2 separate regions of the Sus scrofa genome follow, and region 1 is linked to region 2. Evidence: chromatin contacts called from public promoter capture Hi-C data. All regions are on one chromosome and are shown on one strand. The core of a region is the stretch at or near the end of the contact, and the rest is flanking DNA. Distances in the headings are between cores, read along the strand shown.

The links. Promoter capture Hi-C pulls out the DNA fragments that hold promoters and counts their contacts.
Region 1: a promoter capture Hi-C map of fetal liver shows a contact between it and region 2, with 2.0 times the contacts expected there. The contact joins the promoter of CTSK here to the promoter of GOLPH3L in region 2. A contact is called at or near these places in 1 of 5 promoter capture datasets (fetal liver), 3 of 47 Hi-C or Micro-C datasets (embryonic fibroblasts and skeletal muscle) and 1 of 2 datasets of contacts at active chromatin or transcription factors (alveolar macrophages).

Annotation. Positions count from the first base shown.
Region 1 is chr4:98,388,876-98,395,671 of Sscrofa11.1, forward strand. It overlaps CTSK (cathepsin K), which reads left to right and starts at 4,151. Exons shown (of 7, transcript NM_214302.1): 1 at 4,151-4,274; 2 at 4,890-5,012; 3 at 5,098-5,253. The coding sequence starts at 4,152. ARNT (aryl hydrocarbon receptor nuclear translocator) reads left to right here. Exons shown (of 22, transcript NM_001315687.1): 22 at 1-582.
Region 2 is chr4:98,468,430-98,475,454 of Sscrofa11.1, forward strand. GOLPH3L (Golgi phosphoprotein 3-like) reads left to right here and starts at 2,038. Exons shown (of 5, transcript XM_013997188.2): 1 at 2,038-2,235; 2 at 4,314-4,508. The coding sequence starts at 4,326. It overlaps HORMAD1 (HORMA domain containing 1), which reads left to right. Exons shown (of 15, transcript NM_001194981.1): 15 at 551-1,221. The coding sequence ends at 631.

The DNA of each region.
Region 1 (6,796 bases), core at 2,901-5,400, 77 kb before region 2:
AGTCTTCTGTTGGTATGGTTGGTTTCTCATTGAACATATGTAATGATAAAGCTGGGTCACTCCTGCTTTTGGTGCTCTCACCTTATATGGAAGATCTGCAAACATTACAGAAATAGGCTGGCAAGATAAACACTTTCAGAAACCCTCTACTTGCCCATAAGGGTAATGCTGCATTTTTCTGTCAGAGTCACATATGAGGTGTGTTCTGTAGAGGTTATTTCTGCATGGAAACTCAACTTCTTGGATTAGCAGTCCCAGTGAAAATCCTCACCGCTGGAGTTTAAGCCAAATACCAAGCCTTCTTGCAAAGTATCCAGTCTGCCAGAAACTGAGATTTAGGTCTCTTTGGGCCTATGGTTCTTTCCTCTTTGCTCCCTCTCCAGTCTTGAGATTGGATTTTGCTTTCTAGTACAAGTGTAACGAATCCATGTGATAGATGGGAATTTCACTCCCATCTCAACAGGGTCACTTAGTCATTAACTATAGCCATATAAATGCGGATACAGGTTACTACTCTCACTTTTTACCTTCCTCAGGTAACAGTCATGTGTATCAGCCTGGTTTTTTTTTTTTTTTTTTTTTTTTTTTTTTTTTTTTTTTTTTGGCTCAGGCCAGTATCTTAAGTGCAAGACTGAATTAATAAGGAGAAGACATTAAATGTAGCCATAGAGGACTGAGGAGCACAGGTGGCCTTGGAGAGGCTGAGAGAATGTTGTTAGGTTTCCCTCCCTTTTGTCTCCAATTGGTGCCACGTAGAGGAATGGAAAGGAGACAGTTTATTTTTTTATTCTATGTGCACACATACAGTATACATATATATTTATATCACAATTTAAGAAACCAAAAAGTTGAGTTTCCAATGAGATCCTTGTTTTTTTAATAATTGACTTTTTAAATGTGATCAGGACTATAATATTGTACAGTTATTATAGGGCTTTTGGGGGTGGGGAGGGGTGGGAGAAGATGCTCTGGGGGTTTTGTTTCTGCTTTTCCTTCAGGGTTTTATTTTTGATTTTTTTTTTTTCTTCTTGTTGGCCATTTCTGTACTGCTGGCATCTGTGCTGAGCCTTACAACAGTGGCAAAAATAATGACATGTAGCAAAGATTTTAAAACAAAATATTTTTTCCTTTTGTAAACTCTCTTGTGTTGTGTGATCTTGATTTCATCTTTATTATTCCTTCCCAGCTCATAAAAAACAAACACCCACAGCCAGTTGAGTCCATAGCATGATCTTCAGATATACAAACATAAAGCACAGCATGTCTATAATTTCAGGAATCAGAAATCATAGGGCTCTGATCACTCAGCATTCCTTGGTTGTCCTCCTGATCCTGACTCATCCTGAGTAAAATCATCAGGGACATCTGACCATGGGATGAGGGTTGGGGGATTGCCCAGGTCCTTGGGAGAGGGGGACAGTTGGGACCGGAGATCAGGAGGCACATCTAGATTCCTTCCCTCAGTATGTCCTCTCTTCTGAATTTAAAGAAATTAGGGATGGGGAGATTTAAAACTACTCAAGTCTAGACCTGGTCTCCCTCTAGGACAGTGTTTTTATTAGGAAATCTTAAAACCTGTAAGTATAAACGCGTGTTCTTGAGGGTCTGTGTATGTAACCCAGCTAGTAATGAATCTAGATTCCATGTATTATCCTTTTTCCAAAGACCCTCTTTACTCTCCACCCCCCACATATTTATGGAAGAAAACATTTGGGGATGTGGTTTGGGAATGAACTAGATTCTTATGATCTGTCACATGCCTGGGTGTTGGGGGGAGAAGCATTTGGAGACACTCATATGACTGGACCTGGATTGGGGATTTTAATAATTGAGAGAGACAAAGTTCATCAGGCATCCTACCATCAGAGTTTTAGCAACGAAGAAGTCACATGTGAATTTGTCAGTGCTTGTGTTGATTCAAGTGCTGTGATAAATAACCAGGAGTACTGTTTTTGGTTACTTTTGGAACTGGTTTCATCTGGCCTTTCTGGGCGTATCCTTCCTCAGCAAAACCGTGTTAATTTGGGAAAGCTTTTCCCTTTCCTGAAAGCAATGACAGTTTTTAACCAACTGATTACAAATGATTTTGGAGCCTGTGGCTTCCCTTACATACTCTTTTCTAGTCTTTTGTGTTCATTTCCTCATTCCTGATGTGAGGGTAATACACACATTCAAAAATTGAGGTTTAAAATTAGGAGAGAAGGATAATAATAGATGTAATCCCCAAATATTATTTATAACATATATATATACACATATATATATATATATATCATGTAATAAAAGTGAAAGATGGGAGAGACTAGGACTGTATTTGTCCCCCAAAGAGAAGGTAACCCCCAACTTGGGTAATATGTATTGAAGCCTTTTTTTTTGGTCTGATCTCAAAGGCAGACAGCAATGTGAAAGTAAATACCTAACAACTCCGCACCCTGGCCCACGTGCTCCACATTCACACAGAAACGATGCAAATCCCCTGCCTCCTTCCCTCCTCCCTAATCTCTCTTTCAGCATTTCTATCCCTACTGCCCTCCCCTATCCAAATTTTCCAGCCAGCAGCTAGAGCTGACTTCCGCAATCCTGATGGAATAAATCCAGCGCCCCTAGTCATCCGTCCACATTATCCACACTTCCCTGCCGCGACGAGCCCAGAGAACAGATCCCCATCAGCAGGTAACGTTTTCAACTTACTCTGTCTTTTAGCTTCTCATTCCTGCTAGCTCTCCATTTTTAGGAAAATTAGGAACATAGTGACTTGGGGATCAAAATGAACTTTATAGGCTTTGTGGATGAAAACTAATGCCCTTCTTAGGTCATTTCCTGGACAAATAAAATCTGTCTGGAAATCTTTAGGACTCCTTTTATGATTTGTAAATACGTATATGTGGTTGCTAGTGAAAGCAAAAAATATAGAGGATCCTTTGCCCAACCCTCAAAGAGTGGCCTCTTGGGGTTTTTGTTTGGGCCAAAGATATCAAAGGGTTAATTTACTAACAGGAAGAGAGGTTTGGGAGGTGGTAGCTCAGTACTTCCTACTCTTCAAGACATTTCAGTGCCCCTTAATACTCCAGATACTAAATGTTGTGCTGGACATTTTGTCAGTTTGCAAAGATCGCACAAAAATGGACGTAATTTGAAAATTATGCAAGCTGTGTGACTTGCTACAGACTAACTTGCGCTTAAAATGGAGGACACATAATTACAAGCCACCACAAGAAGTGAATGAAGCTAAACTTCTGAAAAGCTGTGTCTCTAATGATCATAGAACATTCCTTTTCTGTCTAACGTTCTTCTAGCAAACTTTGGTTCTGAGGTTTTTTGTCCTGTGAGGCAGATGCAGAGGGTTTTGTAGGGGTTTTGGTCGAAAAAGAAAGAAAAGCTTTCCTGCCCACAGCAGCTGGTTGAGATTAGGACAGTTTCCTGAAGAGAAAGGAGGAAGAAATACCTAAGAAGACAGAATACACCTGAGAGAGAAAAGGAAATGCTGTCAAAATTTCCCTTGTCCTCTCCTGGTAAGATCAGAAGCATCAGAATTTAGGCAAAGAACAAAAGAATGCCTAGAAATGATCAGGAAGCAAAAACTTAGCTGGAAATCTCTCCTTTGTGTATATTCTCCAACCCATTCATCCCATCCTGCATTTGTTTTTTCCATCTCCTTCAAGTCTGCATGGACATTGGAGCAGTTTTTGTGCTCATCCTGATTGTCCATTTTCTAAACCTTTTCTGGTTGTCTGTGCAAGTGTGTGTGTGTGGAATCTTCCTAGGTCAAAGTACTTGGAACCAGAGGTATCAGCACTCCATCCAAACCCAGACCCTTCCTATCACTGTTTGTTTTATCATATGGAAATCACCCTCAATTTTTCTGCTTTCCTTACAAAGCCTAGTTTTCTTCTGCCTCATGTTTCAGAGAAAGGGGTTTTTAACTTTGGGTTCATAAACTCCCCAGAATTATTGTGTGTGCATTCATTTTTCTGGTGAGAGGGACTACAGTGGGTTGCAAATTTTTGTTAGCTTCTCATGGAAGTCTGTGACCTAAAGATTAAGAATTACTGGTCTGAGAATATGGTTCCAGCTATTTCCTCATTCCCAAGCCAGGTTAGGAACCCCTTGGCAAATAGAAGTGTCTCCCCTAATTATCTCCTTCCCCCAGGATGTGGGGGCTCAAGGTTGTACTACTGCTGCCTGTGATGAGCTCTGCTCTATACCCTGAGGAGATACTGGATACCCAGTGGGAGCTATGGAAGAAGACCTACAGGAAGCAGTATAACAGCAAGGTGCCTGGGAACCTGGAGGGGAACATGGTGGGAGGGCTGGAACCTGAGACCTCCAATCCTAGGTTCCAGACTCCCTTCCTCAACCCAATACCTTAATTACCTCAAGCAAATCTGCCCCTGTTCCCTGACTATTAACATACACTTTTCTCTTTTTGGCCACACCTGTGGCATGTGGAAGTCCTGTGGGCCAGGGATTGAAACTGTATCATGGCAGTGACAATGCTGGATCCTTAACCACTAGGCCACCAGGGAACTCCTTAACATATACTTTCCATTCCTAATCCTCTATTCACCCTCCATCAAGTCTTACCCTTCCTTTTCTTTATAACTGCCTTATATTTCTCTTTCGGGAAGGCTTCTCAGATTAATGCGATTAATCCGTAAGCAGTTTTTTTTTTTTTCTATACATCTCTCTAGAGGTTTGTATCCTATTATTTGCATTTGTTTACGTATTTCTCTTTGTATGCTCTCAATCCCATGATTATTTCCCCAACTAGATTGTAAACTTCTGTGATTTTAAATTTAATCTCTTCTCCTAAAAACCTGCATGGTATTAGGTATGTAACTTTCTACACAGGATACAGTCTATGCCAATACTGACAATGCTCTGTGTAGGTGGATGAAATCTCTCGGCGTTTAATTTGGGAAAAAAACCTGAAGCATATTTCCATCCATAATCTTGAGGCCTCTCTTGGGGTTCATACGTATGAACTGGCCATGAACCACTTGGGCGATATGGTGAGTTGAGCCTCAGCTCCTGGTCTATCTGCCCTGTTTGCCTTGGTTCCTTTCTTATGCCTGGCTTCTTTCTTCTTTGTACCAGACCAGTGAAGAAGTGGTTCAGAAGATGACTGGACTCAAAGTACCCCCCTCTCATTCCCGCAGTAATGACACCCTTTATATCCCAGACTGGGAAGGCAGAACCCCAGACTCTATTGATTATCGGAAGAAAGGATATGTTACTCCTGTCAAAAACCAGGTACCCTCTTTTTTCTTGGGTGTGAGTATATAAGCTGGCATGACTGCTTCCTTTTTCTGTTTCTTTATCTTAAGGTAGGAGGACACCAGGAGAGAGGGCAAAGAATTAATTTACCTCTTCCCCTGCTAAGAGAATAAATAAAGCCTATTCTGTTATTTAACTCATCAGCATTTTTTTTTTTTTTGGCTGTCCTGTGACATGTGGAGGTCCCTGGCCAGAGATCAGACCTGACCTGAGCCGCAGCTGCAGCAATGCCAGATCCTTAACCTACTGTGCCTGGCCTGGGATTGAACCTGCATCCCAGGGTTCCCAAGATGCCACAGATCCTGTTGCTCCACAGCAGGAACACCTCATCACCTATTTTTGTACATTTAAGTTATTTCTGGTTTGTCTATTTTTATAAGTGGTATTGCTGTAAGCACCTGTGTGCATATATTTTGTACATATATACAAATATTTATGCAAAATAAATCCTAAAATTGGAATCAATAGGTCAGAGGGAATCATCCCAAAAAAGTTTTTACAATCTTACATTCTTACCAGCGTGAGAATGTCAGTTTTCCCACAACCTTAACTATGCTGATTACATCAACCAGATGAACCGCTGATTTAGCATTTATTCAACAAACTCATTTTTTTTTCAGAACCTACCAGATATAGTTCTAGGCAACAGAGCTTCAAGATGACTAAGAATATAACCAGTGTCCTCAAGAAATCCCCAACCTTAAAAAATAGAAAGGACAGGAAAGAAAGAAAAATGGATAATCTAGCTGAGCAAACACTAATAACAATAGCTAGCACTTTTTGAGAGACTATTATTATTATACGTAGTAGTTCATCCTTTATATGAATTAATTTTTTAATCCTTATAATCCCATTAAGTATATTGTTATTATCCACAATTTACACATAAGGAGAGTGAGGTACAGAGATGTTTAGTAATTTACTCAAGGTCATATTCTATTGCACAGGCAATGCAGATGGCCCCCACCTTCTGATGGTTCACCTTATGATTTTTTTGTCTTCATGATGGTGTGAAAGTGATAGGCATTCCACAGAAACTGTACTTCAAGTTTTGAATTTTGAACATTTCCCAGGCTAGTGATAAGTGGTATGATGTCATCTCTTAATGCTGGGCTGTGGCAGTGAGCCACCACTCCCAGTGAGTCACGTGATCCTGAGGGTAAACGACCAGTACCCTTACAGTCATTCTGCTTCTCACTTTCAGTACAGTATTCAGTAGATGACATGACATAGTCAACATGTTATTATAAAACAGTCCTTATGTTAGATGATTTTGCCCACCTTTAGGCTACCCTAAGTGTTCTGAGTATGTTTAAAGTAGGCTAGGCTCAGCTATAATGTTCAGTATATTAGAGGTATTAAATGCATTTTCAAATTACTATGTTTTCAATTTATAATGGATTTATTGGAGGAAGATCTGTATTCTCTTCTGCTTTAGTACAGCTAATGGGAACAATAGTGACAACAATAGAACAATAGAACAATGCAATAAATGCTAAATGAAGGGAAATAGGAATAC
Region 2 (7,025 bases), core at 788-3,287:
AATTTTGTCACTAGTTTTTACCAGAAAAATAAAAGTTCAATAACTCAGAATTTTGTTAGCAATTTTCCTAAGTCATCCTCCCATTCATTCAAGGGTGCATTGAATGTCTAATATTTATCAGGCACTGCTGAGCACCAGTGATACAGAAGCAAAACATGATGCCAAAGTGGAATTTTTCTCTATTCTTAGGTTATTTTTTAATCTTTCCCCTCTCATCCTACCCAAAAATATTTTACTATTTTGAGGACATAATGTCTATCTTTCTAACTACTCCAGCACCTCTAATGAAAACCTTACACTTAGAAGGATGTACTTTCAGCAGTCATCAAAAGATATAAATATGTCAATAATAAAAGTTACCCTACTTTTAAAGAACCCAGATATCCTATCTTAGTGGGAAATAGTATGCTAGGTTTAATTTTTTTTTGAAGAAAGAAGAGAGGAAATAAGGAAGAACTGAAGGAAGGAACATCAGATGTAAAAAAGCTCTAAAATTAAAAACATTTAAACTGGAAAGTATCTATTCTGAGTAGTTGTTTTCTTTTAATAGGTTCTTCATCACTTTGATTCGTCTAGTCAAGATTCAGTGCCAAAAAGAAGAAAGTTTAGTGAACCAAAGGAACATATATAAAAAAATGATTTTCTTCATGTTTGCAAAGTTCTTCACAACATTTAAATGAAAGGACACTATATTACTATTTTAAGGTGTGTTTGCCCTACCACTGAAAACTTATAGGTAGTCTTAAGCAGTTAGTACACTGAAATGAATTCTTAGCTATCATATGATGATCTTTAATCTTATCTGAGACAAATTCAAGAGAACTTTTGAGTAAGAACAAAAATAACCAGTGTTGTAATTTATTCTGTTAATTATCTACTCAATTTGATCTATATTCCATTTGGTGGACATTTCCTTTAAACTTATATTAACTTTTAAGGCCCTCTTAAGCCATTTTTTGAAGTAAATAATGTTTATTTTGGTATTAAATTTTGATAGGAATTCATTTTTTACCTATGTTAAAACCATATAATTTAACTGCCTGTGTTTGTCATTATGTTGTTAAAACAATGTTATTCAGTACTTTGATATAGTGTATTAACATAATAATATATAATGTGCAATTAAAAATTGGTGCTTACTTTTTTAGCATTTTTTACAAGACAAAAAAGACTAAAAGTCTGACATTTTGGGTAGCATAAATAAAACATTGTTCAGCATCTAGACTCGTTCATGGCTTCTAATTTTTATTTAAATAGCAGAAAATGTTTAGGCACTAATTTTGACATCATTTCAGTAGATGTTACTTAAGAGTTGAGCACACTTCCTAGAACTTTTGGTAGTGTGAAAGAAACTGTGTTTTTAGTGAGAAATCTGGGATCTGATTTCAGACTTGACTGTTTCCTGTGCTCTACAAAAGGAAGACTTAAAACTTGTCTGTTTGCCTCTTGCAGTTTCAGCAGCCATATTCTAAAAACATACATTATCCATGAGCTCGCCAGTAGCAAGCACTAATAGAGAAAGTATGAATGCTATGGTAGAAATGTGCCTACCCTGTTTAATATAAACCAAATAAACGTCCACAAACTAACCCAGATCAGGTTTTTCTGGAGCAGGAAAGTTAGGGTTAAGCTAATTGTCGAAAACAGCCAATTTTTTAAATGTGTTCTTAGCTTTATTGGATCCCCAACTATCACACCTAATTGTCCCACTATACACTGCTACAGTAACACACCTGCTACACTGAAGTCAGTTGACCAACAGAAACCTTTGTAGATGGGCAGCTGGTGATAGCTCACGGAAGGCTTTGATTGGCCGGATTAGTGGGGGTGGGGAGTGCAGCCCTCTTTCCTCTCTCTACCAAGGTTCCTTCATTGGATTGACCAGCTGTCAGGTTAAACCCAAACCTGCCTCCTTTCGGTGGTGTTTGTCTGGATCGCAACACAATAGCCGGGGGGGAGAGCCTCCTCTTGTAAGCTCTGATTGGCTGAACTCAGCTTTGGAGCTTTCTGATTGGTCTAATGAAGAAACACCAAGGTAGGTTGCCTAGTGATCCTGAGGAAGCTGATGTGTTATTCCTTCTTTGCATCGAAGGATCAGGAAGTTTGTTCCCTTTGCGTGGCTGAGAAGTTTTTCACCTACTAGGACGGGGGTGGGGGGTGGGGGTGGGGACACGTGTCCTAAAATTGAGCTCAAGCTGCAGCCTGCCTTTGGCGGTAACCCAGGAGTAACGTCAGGTAAGCAACGGGGTGAATACATTTCCTAACATCCAAAAAAACCTCCAAGTTTTTTATTTTATGGGGTGAGGGAGGTTTTTATTTAATTTTGGAGCTATTGGTTTTTTGATTTTTTTTGGCTTTTTCCAAATAGTATTTTTAATTAGTAAATGCCCAGGGGCGATTAACTCCTCAAAGAAAATTTTTTATTTTTTTCCCCCAAAGATTTAAAATTTTTTGGATTGGATTAGGAAATAAACCTGTTCCTTATGCCAGATAGGCTTAGTGCTCTTAAGCAATTGTTTCTTGGTTCTCTTCCTCTTTCACTCTTCCCGCCTCCCACCAAGAGTTATTTGAAATATAGCCTTGTACAGAGAATCTCTTGTAAGTCACTTCATTTGTATTTCTTTTTAAATGTTCAAATGCTTTTCTGAGTATTCATTTTAATCAGTATATATTTATCGAGCAGTTACAACGTTAAAGACATTGTGCTAGTTGCTATGGAGAATATAAAAACCCAAGAAGACAATGTCCCTGCCCTCAAGAAGTTTACATTTGAGAGACAGCCATACCAAATGAAAGACTATAATAAATACTTTAAAGGAAGTAAGTATAAATAAAATTGTATGAAAGTACAGCTGAGGGAGAGACCTGTCCTGGCGATGGGACATATGGGTAATGAAGAAGCAGATTCACTTAAGAATAGGCCTTTGAAGAATGGGTAGAATTTAGAGAGGAAGGGAAAAGGGAAAGAACTTTAGCTTGTAAGAATGAGCGGAGGTGGAATTTAAGGGACATGTTTGAAAAATGGTTTAACAGTACATAATTGGGAATAATGGGAAGATTGCTAGAAGGTAGAATGGGATCCAGTCAGAGAGGCTTTTGAATGCATTCTTTTGATCTTGAAAAAGCTATTCTTTTCAATAATTGCTAGTTTAAAATATTATATTTCATCTTAAAAATTGGCATTTAGATTTATGTGAAGTATACTAACTTTATCACAGCTGATAATGCAGTTACTCTTGACTAGATTTTTACAACTGTAGTGCATGGTATAAAAAGGCTTGTACTTTCATAGTTTTGGTAATTGAGAAAGAATATACTAATCTTTTTTTTTTTTTTTTTTTTTTTTTTTTTTTTGCTATTTCTTGGGCCGCTCCCGCGGCATATGGAGGTTCCCAGGCTAGGGGTTGAATTGGAGCTATAGCTGCCGGCCTACGCCAGAGCCACAGCAACGCTGGATCCGAGCCACGTCTGCAACCTACACCACAGCTCATGGCAACGCCGGATCGTTAACCCACTGAGCAAGGGCAGGGACCGAACCCGCAACCTCATGGTTCCTAGTCGGATTCGTTAACCAGTGCGCCATGACGGGAACTCCAGAATATACTAATCTTTTAGCATTTTCTTGCCAGTACTTTTTGTTGGTAGCTGTTTGTGTATTCACAAGATGACTAGCCTAGGGATAGAGACAAAAGTTTTCTAGCTATATGGAGTTACCATACATGATCTTCTGAATGTTATTCTCCAGACTAGCACTCTTCCAAAGTGAGTGCATGAAATGAGTTATGGTCTTGGAAGGAAATATTAGAACGTGTATTTCTATTTAGTTTTTCTGAAAATTTTTTACTATTTTTGTGTATGTTTTATAATGTACCATTGAATAGTACATTATATGTAGAAATATAGAAATTATATGTAGAAATTATTGTATACTCTTCGGGGCTGAATGCTCCATAATTTTTTCTGCCCCATATTATTTAACTTGGGGAGAATCCATTATGTGAAAGAGGAATCACAATGATGGACATTCCCCCGGTTTATAGCTTATACCAAGAAGTCAGCTGGCTTAGAAGGTGATCATTTCTACTGATTTTTAAAATTACTGATTTGATTTCTTGTCAGTGCCTCCTGTAGAGTTCAACCTGTTGTACTTTGGAAAAGATATTGTGTTACTAATTTTCTGGTCATTACTGCTTTCTTTCTCCATTAAAGATTGTAAATATTTATTATCTGTATACATTTTAAATATACACACATGAATATTTAGATGTTTATTTACATAAGCACACATATAGATATATTTTCATCACCTCCAGAAACAGGTGAGAATGACCACTTTAACTCACCGGGCCCGTCGCAGTGAAGTAGGGAAGAACAATGAAAAGAAGGTGGAAAGTGAGGAAGACACTAACCAAGACAGAAGTCAAGACAATGAGGACTCTGGAGACTCTAAGGATATCCGCCTCACCCTTATGGAAGAAGTATTGCTCCTGGGACTGAAAGATAAAGAGGTAATGCACTTGGGTTTGCTAGGCTATCTCAAAGACTTAAATATTGGAATGTTTTTAGGAAGTAATCTGACAAAATAGTTTCATTATGCTAAATTTTCCTTAGAATTGTGTTTCAGCCATCTGGGGGATAGGGGAGTCTGGGAGGGTGGCTGATACTTGAAGGGTAAAATCCAGAAGTATAATTATGTGAAGTATAATTTAATTACAAAATTACCCTATAATTTTAGGAGCTATACACAGTGTCAATTGTTTATAGTTGTAGTTTCCCAAGTGAGATTGATGGTGAAATAACCTCTTATTAAACTAAGAAAGAGCACCACACACTGAAGTCTTCTTGAGCTTTGGGGAGAAAAATCTTTTAAATTAAAAGACAAGGAATGTGTATGATTAATTGTCTTATAAAAATAAACGAGTAGGTTTCTTATGATATAATAAGAATAACTTATTCTGTTCTGTGGATCTTTAGAAGTTAAATATCAACAACTGATGAGAATTATTAGAAAATGTTTTATGGGAGTTCCCTTCGTGGCGCAGTGGAAACGAATCCGACTAGGAACCATGAGGTTGTGGGTTCAATCCCTGCCCTAGCTCAGTGGGTTAAGGATCTGGCGTTGCCATGAGCTGTGGTGTAGATCGAGGGCTACAGCTCGAATTAGACCCCTAGCCTGGGAACCTCCATATGCTGTGGGAGCCACCCAGGAAATGGCAAAAAAACAAAAAAAAAAAAAGAGGAAGAAGAATACCCTTGTTTCTTAGACTTTACATTTTATTTTCTTTATCACTCACTTTTTCCTTCTCTTTATCTGCCATATCAAATCACCAATTTGAAGAAAAATTACAAGACTTGCTGTAGCCTGTGTGTTGTTAAAACTAATATTGGAAACATGCCCACATGTACTTGGCCAAGACACAAATATATCAGAAAATCTTGCCCGGAAGTGTATTTTCCTGTTTGCTGAGAAAGTTGGTGAGGCTCACTTTTATCAAACTCAGATAAATGAAAAAGCAAAATTGACTATCTCAGAGAATATCAGGGTAGGTCTGAAGATTAGGTGGTATAAATATTATTTTGAGATGTTTACACAGTGCCTAGGAAACACTCACTGACTATAAAAGAAGAGCATGTTAGAACTAAAGAGCTGTTTGGTTTGTTTTAATTTTGAATAAGAACCATTAATTTCCTGCTGAATCTAGAGACTAGAATTTTTGCTTTTATTCAAAGAGAAATTGTCTTTGGACTTGTCTTTGTGTATTTCTAAATTTATACTAGTTAATATAAAGATATAGGATTAAAAAATGAAGCTTATTTGGGGCTATGACCATAGTGGGTGCTCAACTTTTAGTGAGATACTGGGCAGATAATAAGCACTTTTTGAATTGTTCTAATTTTGTTTTTGGAGATAGTTGATAAATTTTGTTAACTTTCGTTTGGCTCAAGAAAAATGAGAAAAGATAAATCCTCAGGCATACATAAATAGGAGAGGTCAAATCTTCTTATTTATTAAAGTACTAATAGCTATTCCAAAATGTCAGTTACATAACTATCTCTAAAAATATTACATTGATTTCCAGCTCATCTTACTTTCTTATCTCCCAAACTACTTGTTGATTTAGTTAATCAATATTTAATGTGATTGGGGCGCTCATTATGTGCTTAGTATTATACAACTACAAAATAGTATAACTGGAGTTCCCGTTGTGGCTCAGCGGTTGACAGCTAGGAACCATGAGGTTTCGGGTTCCATCCCTGGACTCACTCAGTGGGTCAAGGATCTGACGTGAGCTGTGGTGTAGGTCGAGGCTCACATCTCATGTTGCAATGGCTATGGCCTAGGCCCGAAGCTACAGCTCCAATTAGACCCCCAGCCTGGGAACCTCCATATGCCGCCGGTGCGGCCCTAGAAAAGACCAAAAAAAGACAAAAATAAATAAATAAATAATAAAATAAAATAAAATAGTATAATATATGGTCCTGGCCTTCAAGAAACATGCATTCTAGCTGGGGAAATAAGATATACATGTTTTTAAAAGTTAAGTAATCTAAAGCTCCATAAACAGCAGAAGGAATAAAAATGAGTCGTCTTGGAGTTCCCACTGTGTTGCAATGGGATCTGCAGTGTCTCTGCATCGGCATGGATGTGGGTTCAATCCCTGGGCCTGGGGCAGTGGATTGGGGAACTGACGTTGCTGCAACTGTGGTATATCTTGCAACTCTGGCTCAGATTCAGTCCCTGGCCAGGGAACTCCATATGCCATGGAGCAGCCAAAAAAAAAAAAAAAAAAGAGTCTCCCTTTATATAAACGAATATAAATATGTTCTCTACATAGAATGAAAATGAGCATTATTTCAAAATGTGTATGATTCTCCTGTAATATTCAGTAAAGGAAGCCAGACACAAAATAATACATATTGTATGATTATGTGTATATGAAATTAAAAAAGCTAAACTATGGCATTTGAGGTTGTATATTTAAGTGGTAAAACTATGAAGAAAGCAAGAAGGGGATTACCATAAT